Linked DNA regions of Lactuca sativa: region 1 is linked to region 2. The links are chromatin contacts, called in public Hi-C maps. All regions are on one chromosome and are shown on one strand. The core of a region is the stretch at or near the end of the contact, and the rest is flanking DNA. Distances in the headings are between cores, read along the strand shown.

Region 1 (6,762 bases), core at 3,522-6,021, 450 kb after region 2:
ACTGTGTATTTGGAGCCGTACCAGACGAGATTTGACACCCAAGGCATGGATGAGCTGTTCCCATGCCTAAATTCAATTGAAGATGGAGTTCAAAATGAAGAAGATCAACCTCGTCACTACTACCCCAGGGAGTTTGTTCCAATTCCTTCTTTACTGTATTTTTTCTTTATCATGCATAGTATGCAATGGGGACATTGAATAATTTAAGTGTGGGGTAGGGGGTTAGTTACACTAGTTAAATTTTTGTTTTTGCATAAAATTGCTAGGACTTAATTAAGAAAATTTGGTAAAAAGCAATTAGGGAATCATGCTAGTATTGTGTTTGATGATTTTATGAGAACCCAAATGTTTAATTGAGCTTATACACGTCATAATGCATTTGTGGCCTCCTTTATTCTAGTGAAATCATCGGACAAAAATACAACCTCGCTTAGTTTGAGGGATGCAATATGTTTAGCATCGTGTACTTGAAATGTATCTAGGAAAACTATTATCTTTAACTAATAAATGTTGAAGTTGAGCGTCCCGGCTTAAGCATGTAGGGTTTTGAGTGAAAAAAAAGTGAGATACATGTAAAAAGAAAGAAGAGAGAGAATTACAAGAAAAGTTTGAAGAATTTTGGAGTAATCAAAGTAAAAATCAAAATTCTACAGAAGATCAAAGTTGAAGATACCAAAGATCAAAAAGTTGGCGAATCTGAAGAGATCAAGATCAAATTATAAAAAATGGAGAGTTCCAAATAGCTCTATAGTGGTATCAGAAATAGTTGTAATTTTCTAGTTTATGTATGTTTGGGTTGCTCAACCAAAAATACCTTGAGGTTAGGAGGTTTTCTGCGGATGGATTCGGAGGGATGCATGAAATGAGCATTGTTCGAAAGAAGTGGGCGAGTTTTTATGAGGATTGCGAGTATTTAGAATTAGGGGGGTTTCTTAGGAAAAATTTTAGACACAAATGCATGCGTTGCGGTCTTGGCATAATGTCTGCGTTCGATTGGAATTGTCTTATATGATATTAGTATGCTAAGATTCTGTTTTGCTTGGGGGCAAGCAAAGTCAAGTGTGAGGTATTTTGATATGTGCATATTTAGCTATATATTTAGTATAGATTTTCATTATTTATTAGCTAATTATTTACATATTATGGAGAAAAGGTACTTAATAGTGCTCAAATTTTATTTTCAGTCCAAAAGAGAAGCTCGGAAGCAAGAGATACGATCGAAAGCTCGAGAATTGAAGAAAGAAGAAAAATGCTAAATACTGAAGCTACTCGGCGAGTAGGGATGTCTACTTAACAAGTACACACGAAGGTTCACGAAGCAATACATAAAATCCTTGCCAGACACGGATTCTTCAAGGGGACTCGACGAGTTGGTTGTCTACTCGACGAGTAGCCCCTGTTTTGAGAAATCAATAAATAGAAGCAACAAACCCGAATGGAGGCTCTCTCTGGAATCTTGGTGGAGTTACTTGGCAATCAAGGAGATCTCTGGAACCTTGGAAAACGTTGAAGAACCCTAATTATCCATTCTAAGAAGAATAAGGCAACTTAGGTTTAATTTTCCACTTTACCTTTGAATAGAACCATGTTTAGCTTGTTTGAATTCGTTTTAGGTTTTCATCTACTGTAATTATGAGCTAATTTCGTTAGTTTCTGTTTAGGGTAGACAAGTTTGCTCCTATGGATTAATTTACTCTTTTGATTAATTGTTATGTGGTGAATCTTGTTAAATTAAGCTTGTTAAAGACCCTTATGCATTAACCATAACTATTTTCTGTTAATTGTTAAGTAATTAAGCTGCATGAACATCTCTTAATTGCTTATCTCATATAATTTATGTGAACACATTGCTATATGCCTATGAATAGTGAATATGAAACTAGGATTAACTAGAGAATGGGTAAATTAATGTGTGAGCTTGTGTGATACACCATCAACAAGAGGTTAATTGAATCACCAATTTAATTAGCTAATTACAAGTCTTATTTAACCCGAATAATTAAAATAGGGAATTTATTAGTTTAATCACTTGATCACTACTTAAATTAATTTATTTTCTAAGGATTGGTAATAACGAATGTGAATCTAATCACCATAGTCGGTAACCAATAACAATTAATCCATTACATTACCATAAAGTTTAACCATATGAGTAAATGAATCGAACCTAAATAGAAACCTTTTTGATCATTGAATTTAGTTGGTTTTTACGTGTTTTCAGCTGTTAGTTGATTAGTTAAGTTTTAGTTAAGTTTCTAGCATTGCAAAACTAGAGAAAACCCTTCTATTTTACTAATTGTTTTAGGTAATTCTAGTAGTTAGATTAATTTCCATTCCTTGAGTTTGATACCCTACTTGTTAATTCATATTACCAATTGACAGGTTCACTACCTTTTGTGTGTCAAATTCATAAATTAAAAGTAGGATAAAACTAGTTGGTTTCATACACATCAAGTTGACATGGTTGAGTTGACTCAACTGGGTTGACTCAGTTGACTTAGTGGGTTTGAGCAGTTGACTTTGACCAAGTTTGACCTTAAGGGTATTTTGGGAATTCTAATTAAGTTTGGCCATTTGGTTGGGATAGGAGGCAATTAGAGTTGAGATTCGGTGTCAAGATTCCTTCAGCTTTTGTCCAGTTTGCGAGGTGATTTTTCCTCACTGTACTTACAAGTCGAAGGCACCAAGGCCATCCCATCGGATTGATATACTGTTATACATGCTATTGTAATGTAGTGATCTGTTAGATCGGTATCCTTGTATATATGACGATGCTATGCTTGTTGATATGTAGATCTGTTAGACTGGCTTTAGACTGTTATATGAGTATATGTTATATGTGCACATGTTTGGTCGGTGGCTGAGGCTTCACTGCTTTGTGTGTAAGCCCACAGGCCAGGGCATACCAACCTGATTGTTGAATGGGTCCAAGGGTATTGCATCCTAAGGATGATTGGACCCATAATGTATTGGCATTCCAACCCGATTGTTGAGGGGCCTGGGTATTCTAACCCGATGGTTGATTGGACCCATGGTATGTTAGCATTCCAACCCGATGGTTAAGGGGCTTGGGATATTCGAACCCGATGGTTGATTGGGCTATAGTATGCTGTTATTGTATATGTGTTATTTGATTATGTGTTGGTACTTTGGGGGAACTCACTAAGCTTTGGGGCTTACAGTTTTGGGTTATGTTTCAGGTACTTTAGACGATCACGGGAAGGCGAAGGTGTGACCGTACACATCCTCGTGTTTTGACTTATGAGTTTGGGAACTCTGATATTGAACATGTTTTGAAAACTATGTTGTAAATAATTTATGAATTTGGGTTGGTTTTAAAAGTTTAAAACTTTAATGATTTTTATGGATGTTGCACATACACCATGCTGCAGGGCCAAAGTACATTGCCTTCTACTTACGACTAGAATGTAACTCATTCTCTGTCACCCTTATCGTGTTGCGGTAACTTTTTGACAACAACTCCTAGGCTAATTCCATTCCAGCTTTGGGATAATTTTTATCCTAACTTCTAACACGCATAAGTTCTTTGTTTCTTATCTGGTTTCTATGATCTTTATATCCACAAGAAGGTGGGAACGTACTCCACAATTATTTAAAGTCATTTTTCACTGACTTAATATGCGTCTTAATCTATTAAGTCACAGACTTGGCCAAAAAAGCATAAAATTCTCATTTTACCCTTTTGACGAAAAATACATCTTCTCATGCATTCATTCTCTTGAACTAGCTCATCTAACCTCCTCTTAGTGGCTTAAACTTATCTTGGCCATTTCCATGAAGTCACAACTTCATATTCTCATCATTTTCTCATAATTGACCATTTCACCATTTTGGTCAATATTTGACTAAAAGTCAAAATTTTTGAAACTTCAGGTTCTTACACTATACAATTAGGGTTCCTATCTTAAGTTGCGTCATGTCCAAAAAAATGTTGCGACATGATAGAAAGGTTTCTGGGATTTTGAGAGTGGGTAGCAGGCAACCAAATTCTAGGATTGGAGTCATCCAAATTTCGTTCTAAGGCTACTCTATTTATAGGTAAAGGTTTTGGACCCTTATGGGATAATTACTTGCTCACTAAGTAATTATCCATAAGTTTGGTATAATTAATGTTTATTATATTTGTCCTTATGTCACATATTAGAAATCCCTTGGTTAAAAAGATAGCATAAGTACTTCTTGATTTAAATAAAGAATTTTTGATAAGTAGTTAGTTATTTCTTTATTGAACATGATATTCATTAAACATACATCTATGCACAATTAGCCAACACACTAAACAAAATACATTATTAGCTTATTACGTTTTGGTACCAAATAAATAAGAAATTTCCGATAAAGTCATAATATTTTAGATCAATTTACGATTTAATTCCGATATTTATTTTTTGAAAAAAAAGTTCCAACAATCTAATTTTATACGACAATCTATTATTTTATGTTGGAAAAAATAAAAATTGGTTCGTTAATTTGATCAAAATATAAAACAATAAGAATTTTCCTATAAAAAATTAAAAGTTTAGACTAAACTATAAACTTACCAAAATATTAATACTTTATCCGAAATTTCTCTTATAAATTATAATTTTAACGCCGTATAAGAGAGAGAGAGTAAACAAAGTTTAATAAATAGTTGTACAACAAATGAAACATTCTGAACACATCCATAACTTTGACATATTATAAGGACCAAACTTGTAACTTCATGTTAAGTTTAATTAGAGTTTAACAGGTAAGAGTAAGGTGTGTATGTGTTTACCCACGAGAAGAAGATATACATATATATCACACACAACACAAACACAGACACAGACACACACAGACACTCACTCACTAAAGCTGTCATCTCTTTTGTTTTAACGCAATCATACACAGAACCAGACACCACTCCACCGTCCCCACTACCTTCTCTCTTTCTGCAACTCCCACTTTTTTTACTCGACTTTCACACAGCTGTTCAAACCCTCACTGTTTATATAATAATGCTGCAACTCTGATCCTTCTTCTCTATTCTTACTCTATATTTCACGCCCATGGGGTTGATTACAATGACGAACTTTGTTGGTGTTGTTGTTCTGTTTCTGGGTTTTTGCCATGTTTCAATGGCGGAGGAGAAGAAGACTTACATTGTTCACATGGCGAAGCACGACATGCCGACGAGTTTCGGAGAGGATCACAGGCAGTGGTTCGATGCGTCGCTTAAATCGGTGTCGGAATCGGCGGAGATGATCTACACTTATGAGAAAGTCATCCATGGATTCTCCACCAGGCTCAGTGTTCAAGAAGCTGAATCTCTTGAAAACCTACCCGGGATTCTCTCTGTTTTGCCGGAGTTGAAATACGAGCTTCATACAACACGGACGCCCGAGTTTCTAGGCCTCGATCAAAACACTAATTTGTTCCCACAGTCCGCCGGAGATAGTGACGTTGTTATTGGTGTTTTTGATACCGGTGTTTGGCCGGAGAGCAAGAGCTTTGACGACACCGGAATGGGTCCAGTCCCTAGCGCGTGGAACGGCGCGTGTGAAACTGGTACGAACTTCACTCTTTCTAACTGTAACCGGAAACTGATCGGAGCGAGGTTTTTCGCGAAAGGATACGAGGCGACTTTGGGCCCAATCGATGAATCGAAAGAGAACAGATCTCCTAGAGACGATGATGGCCATGGAACCCACACTTCAACCACCACCGGTGGATCGGTTGTTACCGGAGCGAATTTACTCGGATACGCCTCTGGGTCAGCCCGTGGGATGGCGCCGCGAGCTAGGGTGGCGGTTTACAAAGTTTGCTGGGTCGGTGGCTGTTTCAGCTCCGATATATTAGCAGCTATGGAGAAGGCAATCACCGACAACGTTAATGTCATGTCTATGTCACTCGGCGGTGGTACGGCTGACTATTACCGTGACAGCGTGGCGATTGGAGCCTTCGCCGCCATGGAAAAGGGTATCTTGATATCTTGCTCCGCCGGTAATGCCGGACCCACTCCCTACAGTTTATCAAACGTGTCGCCGTGGATAACAACCGTCGGTGCTGGGACGTTAGACCGTGATTTCCCGGCGTATGTTAGTCTAGGAAACGGGAAAAACTTCTCCGGCGTATCGTTGTACAAAGGTCCATCACTACCGAATAAGATGCTGCCGATTGTCTACGCCGGAAACGCTAGTAATTCGACGAGTGGTGCTCTGTGTATGCCGGGGACGTTGATACCGGAGATGGTGAAGGGTAAACTCGTACTTTGCGATAGAGGGGTTAATGCTAGAGTTCAAAAGGGCTCAGTTGTGAAAGAAGCTGGTGGCGCCGGTATGGTTTTGACAAACACCGCCGCTAATGGTGAAGAACTGGTGGCCGACGCCCATTTATTGCCAGCCACCACCGTGGGTCAAAAAGCCGGTGACGAGATACGGAAGTATGTGATTTCTGATTCATCCCCAACGGCGACAATCCTATTTGAAGGGACAAAACTTGGGATCGAACCGTCGCCGGTGGTGGCGTCATTCAGTTCCCGGGGACCCAACACCATCACGCCGGAGATTCTAAAACCAGACATTTTGGCGCCAGGTGTCAACATCTTAGCAGGGTGGTCAGGAGCAGTTGGACCCACCGGATTGCCGGACGACTCTCGGCGCGTGGAGTTCAACATCATATCCGGCACGTCGATGTCTTGCCCCCATGTAAGCGGACTTGCGGCGTTGCTGAAGGCGGCGCATCCAAATTGGAGTCCGGCAGCTATTAAGTCCGCCC
Region 2 (6,998 bases), core at 830-3,329:
ACTATTAATTAAATAGGGAAAATGATGGGGAAGGCAAGTTAAGGTGAGGGGTGAGGTTGGGGGTGTGTTTATTTAAATAAATTAAAAAATCAAGAGCAAAATAGTCTTTTTAGGTAAGATATGGACCAATCGAGTAACAAAAATATACAGTATGGACCTTCCGAGTTAAAAAAATAAGTTAGAGACCAAATATATAAATTACCTACACCATACAGACCATTTGTGTAGTTTACTATATTACATTTGAAAACCAAGATCCCAAATCATTTCGCCTCAACCTAAAATGGTACGATTTGTACTATCTCTTAAAACTTTTCGATAGGGATAATGACTTAAAAGGGTAATGTATTTTTGATTTGTACATATTTGGTTACTGAGTTTTTTTTCGTCCACATTTACCCATTTAATTTGTTAAACTGTACACATTCAGTCCTTATGACCGGTTACTTCAGGTTAGCCGGGAATAATAACTTAATGGGGTAATATATTTTTCATTTGTACACATTTAGTCTTTAATATTTTTGTACATATTTAGTCCTTAACATTTTTTTGTTTCAAATATATAAGTCATTTTTTTGTACTCATTCAATACTTATGAATAATTTCTTTAGGTTTTTCTCACGACATCTTACGTCGGACAATCATTGATGAGTTGTTTGGGGTTGTTGATGTTTATGTACAACATGATCCCGACTGCTTGGTTGCGTAGGTCTTGTGGTTTGGCTCAGGTCTTGTATTCTAAACGTCGTAACTTTTTCATACGGTATCAGATTTTAACGATCTTTATATCCACGTGTTCATTTTTTCATTAAGATTACTCCCGTTAAAATGTAATATATTTTTACTTACGATTTTATAAAAAAAACATCCATACATGCATTCATAAAAGACGTATGGACAGGGGCAGAAGCAGGAATACATAGTAGGTGTTGCCGAGATGAATTATATGTTGCTGACAAATGAAAAATAGCTAAACGAAAAAAAATCAAATTTTTTTCCACTACGGATAGAAAAAATAGGTGTTGCCGGTGGAACACCGGAACCAGGTTAAATCTGTCTCTGCATATGGATATAAAAATCGTAAGTAAAAATATATTATTTTTTAATGGGAGTAATCTAAATAAAAGTTTTAGTAGACTAAAATATGAACGTATGGATATGAAGATCATTCGCATGAATATAAAGATAGTTAAAATTTGAGATCGTATGAAGAAGTTATGATGTTCAGAACACATGATCTAAGCAACCAAGTAGTCAAGATCGCGATGGACATCAGCATCAAAAGGCCCAAACACTTCATTAATGAATTTCTCACCTAAGATTTCTTGAGAAAAAACTAAATAAATCATTCATAAGTATTTAATGAGTACAAAAACAAAAAGACTTATCTTGCAAAAAAAAAATATTAAAGACTAAATGTGTACACAGTGGGAAATATATTACTCTATTAAGTTATTTTTACCAGCTAACCTGGAGTAGCCGGTCATAAGGACTGAATGCGTACAGTTTAACAAGTTGAAGGGGTAAATGTTGAGGAAAAAAAAATCTCAGTGACTTAACGTGTACAAATCGAAAAATACATTACCCTTTTAAGTCATTATCACTTTCCGATAATTTGAAGAAAAAAGATCAATATACATATGATCTTCATTGGAACTCATAAATAATTTATTGGTACTATATATTTTTTTTGTTAAGTTTTAAGTCGCAAAATTGTTGTATCATTGCATGGTATCTCATTTTAATATCGGTATGTTATATTAACATATTATTTTACTAAGTCATTACCAAAATATGCAAAGAAATAATACAATTTGGACAAAATTGCAAAAATGATCTATATGGTATGTATTTTTTTCTGAAATTTGGTCCAAACTTTGATTTTTTATTTTTTTATTTTTTATTTTTTATTTTTTTTTTTTTTTGGCTTCGTGACCCTTTTGAGCTAGTTTCGCTACGTTTTTAGTTCCTCAACATATTAAAATGATGGTATTTATTTCACATTTTTCTTTCATTTTTTAAATCTAAAACATATTTATTTATTTTAACAATTAAAAAATAGGAGGGGCGCTCTCTCTCTCTCTATCTCAACAAATTTACACACACACACCTACACTTCTACTTCCCCATTTCCTCATCCGTTGTCTTCTCTCCTTATCGTCGATTGAATCTAGAATATGTGGTAACAAGAAATATTGACAGGAAAGTGAATTCGAAGAAGCATACATCCAACATAGGCGGCGATTTATTCTCTTAATTTATATGCAATCTCTTCTTACCTCATCATCGCTTTAGGAAGGATTTACACACACACACATACTTTTTGAAATCGATTGAGAAGTTGAAGACATATCAGGGGACCAAATTGATTTTGAATATGTCAAGATTCAACCACCATCGATCTCTCAAGATTCAAACCCGGTAAACCCTAATGAAATAATAAATCAATTTTGAATATGAAATCAATTTTAAGGGTGAAATCGAACCATGATTATCTTCTGTTTATCTCAGATGACTCGATTAATACCTCCTCTGTAGTGAGGCATCTGGTTTTTTTTTTGCTCATGAAGCTTAAAGTGAAAGATCCGATATTCGGGAAGAGAAGAATGTCAACGGAGAAGATGCGGGTTTCGCTGGAGGGGTCGTCGGTTGCTAATTGTGGTGGTAGCGACTTAGGTGAAAGGAAAGTAGGTGATGGAAAAAGATTGGTAATTTTAGGGTTGATTTGTTATCGATTCCATCATCAGAATGGAATGGTTTGGAGGTGGGTTGATTTGGGAATCGAGGTTTGTGTTGATTGGGATATTGTTTCCTCAAAATCTGTTAACATAGAAAAATCGATGAAATTGGAGGTGGGTTGATGTGGGAATCCTTGATTTGTTTCTCCATTATCATCTCAATCATCGAGTAAAGCGTAGGCGATGACGAGGGTGAGAAAGAAGAAGAGTGAACGAAAGACTTGGGTAAATTGTGGAAGGAAGAAGATGGACACACAAGAAGGTTAGAAAAAGACGGTAATGAGAGAGAGAGAGAGAGAGAGAGAGAGAGAGAGAGAGATATGTGGGTCTAATTTAGTTATTGTTTTCTTTTTCATTTAAATTAAATAGAAAAACACACAAAAAAAAAAAAATACCATTAAGTCATTTCAGTTTACTGATAGACAAAAAACACAACGAAACTAGCCCAAAATGACCATTAAACCAAAAAAATCGAGATTTTGACTAAACTTCAAAAAAAATTGCATCCCATAGGAACTATTTTTGCAATTTTGTCTACAATTTGAAATTATGAATCACATAACTTAAATTCTTAAATCATTTTATTAAGATAAAAAATATTTTTCATATGAACACCTAATAAATCATTTTAATGTTTTAAACATTTTCACACCACACATTTGGATCAACCTCAGCATGCATGAAGAGACCTTCCATGTATCCAATGGTCCTTGCAGAAGTTCAACATCGGGCATCAGCACACACATCAATTAATTGGCCTCAAGCATCTATAGTAATTATACCTATCGTCTCTTTCTCACTACCATTACCACAAAAATGGCTTCTGGTTCACCCTCGAAGTACATGTCAACCTCCAAAGAGTATCCTCTCCATCTCCATGGTTGGCTGCGAATACACAAAGATGGCCGATGTGAAAGATTCATCGGAAATGATATCATTCCGGCTGGAACTGATCCCATAACTGGCGTCCAATCAAAAGACGTCATTATTTCACACCAATCCAATCTTTTTGTAAGGCTTTACATTCCCAAAACCATCGTCGACGACATCCCTAACCGGAAACTCCCAACTCTGATCTACTATCACGGTGGTGGCTTCTTGACTGAATCCGCCGCTTCTTCCACCTACCACCCCACACTTAACTTGATCACGGCAGAATCCAACGTGATTGCGGTGTCTGTAAACTACAGGTTGGCTCCGGAACATCATATACCAGTTGCATACGAGGATTCATGGGAAGCAATCAAGTGGGTGGCTACCCATGTTAAAGGAAATGGTCCGGAGTCATGGTTAAACTCCCATGCTGATCTTCAGAATGTGTTCTTCGCTGGAGATAGCGCAGGAGCCAACATCGCACATAACATGGCTATCCGGGTCGGGTTGAACCAAGTAAAGGTTATTAACCTAAAGGGTGTTATTATGATCCACCCTTACTTTGGTGGAAAAGAGCATATTGGAGAAGAGTCTAAACATGAACAACACAAAGCTTTCATGAATCAGATGTGGCTGTTGGCTAATCCATTAGGGATCGGGTTAGATGACCCGTTGTATAATCCGGTCATGGACCCGTGTATTTCAGCTTTCGGATGCTCCAAGATTCTTTTGTGTGTTGGTGGGAGGGATAAACTAAGGGGTAGGGCCCTACTCTATAAGGAGTTGATGGAGACGTGTGGGTGGAAAGGCTTTATTGAGTTGATGGAGAGCAAAGGGGAGGGCCATGTCTTCTTTTTGTCTAATACTTCATGTGAAAATGCTCGTATCTTACGTAAAAAGATTTGTAACTTTATCAATTCGATCAGCAGCAAAATCTGAAAGTTGTATATCTATTAATCTATTAACTATTATAAAATATTGACAATGAGAATTACTAGTATTCCTTAGTTTTTTTAAGCCATGCAAAAGGTTAAACATATATCTAATGCATGATATATCTCTTATCCGTATCAAGATACAACCCTTACCTCTTTATATGTTTCCTATCTCTCCTTATCTTGACATTTATTTTACATTTGAATTTGAATATGGATTTAATCCACCCAATTTGTAGTTTAAAACACACCAAACATCAATGTTGAATGAAATTAGTATTGCATTGATGATAAATAATTGATAAGTGATAGGTCAATTGAAGCATGCTCATTGCAACTTTTATTTCAAGTTAATGATGATTTTTTGTGTTATCTGTATAAGCCATTGAGATCGTAGAATCTAAATATCAATAAAACTTAGAATTTTTTCGTGTTTTAGGAGGAAGAGGCCATTGATGATTCAGATAAGAAAATAGTGAAGAAACTAGAAAAAAGAAATGAAGATAGGGAGCAATTGTGTGTTATCTTTATAAACCATTGTCTTTTTTATACTTTATATATTTATTGATTAGTTATGTTGCTTCAACTTAAATGATCTTTAAAGTTAGAGATCGAAGCTGGATTATCAAGTTAAGAGCCACCATGATGTAAGTATTTCTTGTAACAAATTTTCTCTTACATCATGTGATTTTTTACTTTCTTTTAAGTCTTGTGTCTTACTATGGAACCTATTACATCCACAAGAAGAGTTTCTTAAAATGCATCGGTTTTTTAAGCATTGGATTTTGGAAGCAATGAGAAGCACAATTAAAGTTTATTGTCTTTAACTTTCATTTCTTATAAAGATTATTTATAAGAATTTTTGGATACTAGATTAAAGTAGGATGCTAAATAAACAAATCAATTTTTGAATCTATTTTGTTGTTATTTCACTCGATCAACTAGCATATGATATTTTTGCTAAATTTCTTTTTAATACTTCTCAAATTCTTGTTGCCTCCGGTAGATTTTCCAAAAGCAAAGACCATGTCAAGCACTTGTAGATAGCTACATGAAATATCAAAGGTGATAAAGCATGTAAGTTTCTCATGTACATATTATTATTGGCATTTTTTAATGTTTAGTTTAGGAAACTAAACCATTTTGGCCCATTGGGCTCGTTTTTTTAGCCTAACCTTCAAGGGGTATACTATATACTTTCACCCTAACATCTACCCAACCTAACATATAAGCCCATTCCACCAATTAAAGCCCAAAAATTGTTGTTTCAATTATCTTCTTACCTATTATTCCATTATTACATACTACACATGTAATCATACCAAATTGTTTTTAGTCGTATGAGACCAGATACAGACAATCCTTTAATGAACTCGATCAAAATACGGTCCAAAACTGGCCAATTTTAAATCTTTTGGACACATGTGTCTTGATTTTTGTCTTTTAGATCTAATTTCTTGTGGTTTTTAAATTCTTGTAATTTCATTTTTATTTTTATTTTTTATAACAACGTTGCTATTCATATATTTTAATTGTCATCGTACAATGAGTGAGATGACAAACGGGCAACAAGCTGTGCCGCTAAGCCTTTTTGAATGGTAAAACTAATTTTTGTAATTTCATTTGTTTATTTTTTTATAAATTTTAAATTTATCAAAATTAAGAAAAAATCGAGTTGTAATATTATAGTACTTGATATTGTATGAATTATTGGAGTAATAATTATTGTAAAATTGATAGTATGGGTTGGTCCAGTTTCCGACCAATATTAAGCTTGCCTGCCACAGCCACATATAATTTACTACTAGGTTTATGCATCTATGCATTTGTGTTCACCATGAGTTTTTATAATAATTATTAAGTTTTGGAAACTACATGCGTAATATTAAAGTAGTTATTATTTCCAAAGTAGTTATTATTTTTGCAGACGACTATCAATGAAAATATATATATGATATTTATGATTTTTTAGAAAAATCAAAACGAAGTCGTTAGTTGCGGAAATTTGGTTGCTGACTAAAAAAAATAACCTAATCACTGATATTTATTTTCTGAAAAACATGTATTATCTTATTATGTTGAGTGTGAAAATCAAAATCCGTATTACGAAAAACATAATTCGTACGAGGAAAATCAATACATTTTCGAGGAGGTTATCTTATAAGAAGATTGTTTTGTAAACAAAAATTATCATAACCAATTGTCTATTTTTTAAAAACAAAATTTTCACTATGTTGTTGAGATAACATGAGTTCAATCATTCTAGATGAGTATTTAATTGTTGTTTGTGCTGATGGTTCATGACTGTTAGAAAATGGGGAATTGAAATCAATACATTTTCGAGGAAGTTATCTTATAAGAAGATTGTTCTGTAAACAAAAATTATCATAACCAATTGTGCTTTTTTAAAAACAAAATTTTCACTACGTTTTTTCTTCTAATTTTACTAACA

What was found. A called contact is a pair of places that touch in the nucleus more often than the background predicts.
Region 1: a contact with region 2 is called in a Hi-C map of bud, with 10 times the contacts expected there. The contact joins the promoter of LOC111880248 here to the promoter of LOC111880279 in region 2. A contact is called at or near these places in 2 of 4 Hi-C or Micro-C datasets (bud and leaf).

What each region holds. Positions count from the first base shown.
Region 1 is chr3:138,185,134-138,191,895 of Lsat_Salinas_v11, forward strand. It overlaps LOC111880248 (subtilisin-like protease SBT1.7), which reads left to right and starts at 4,772. Exons shown (of 1, transcript XM_023876657.3): 1 at 4,772-6,762. The coding sequence starts at 5,055.
Region 2 is chr3:137,736,636-137,743,633 of Lsat_Salinas_v11, forward strand. LOC111880279 (probable carboxylesterase 2) reads left to right here and starts at 2,080. Exons shown (of 2, transcript XM_023876695.3): 1 at 2,080-2,421; 2 at 2,512-4,618. The coding sequence starts at 3,555. The coding sequence ends at 4,550.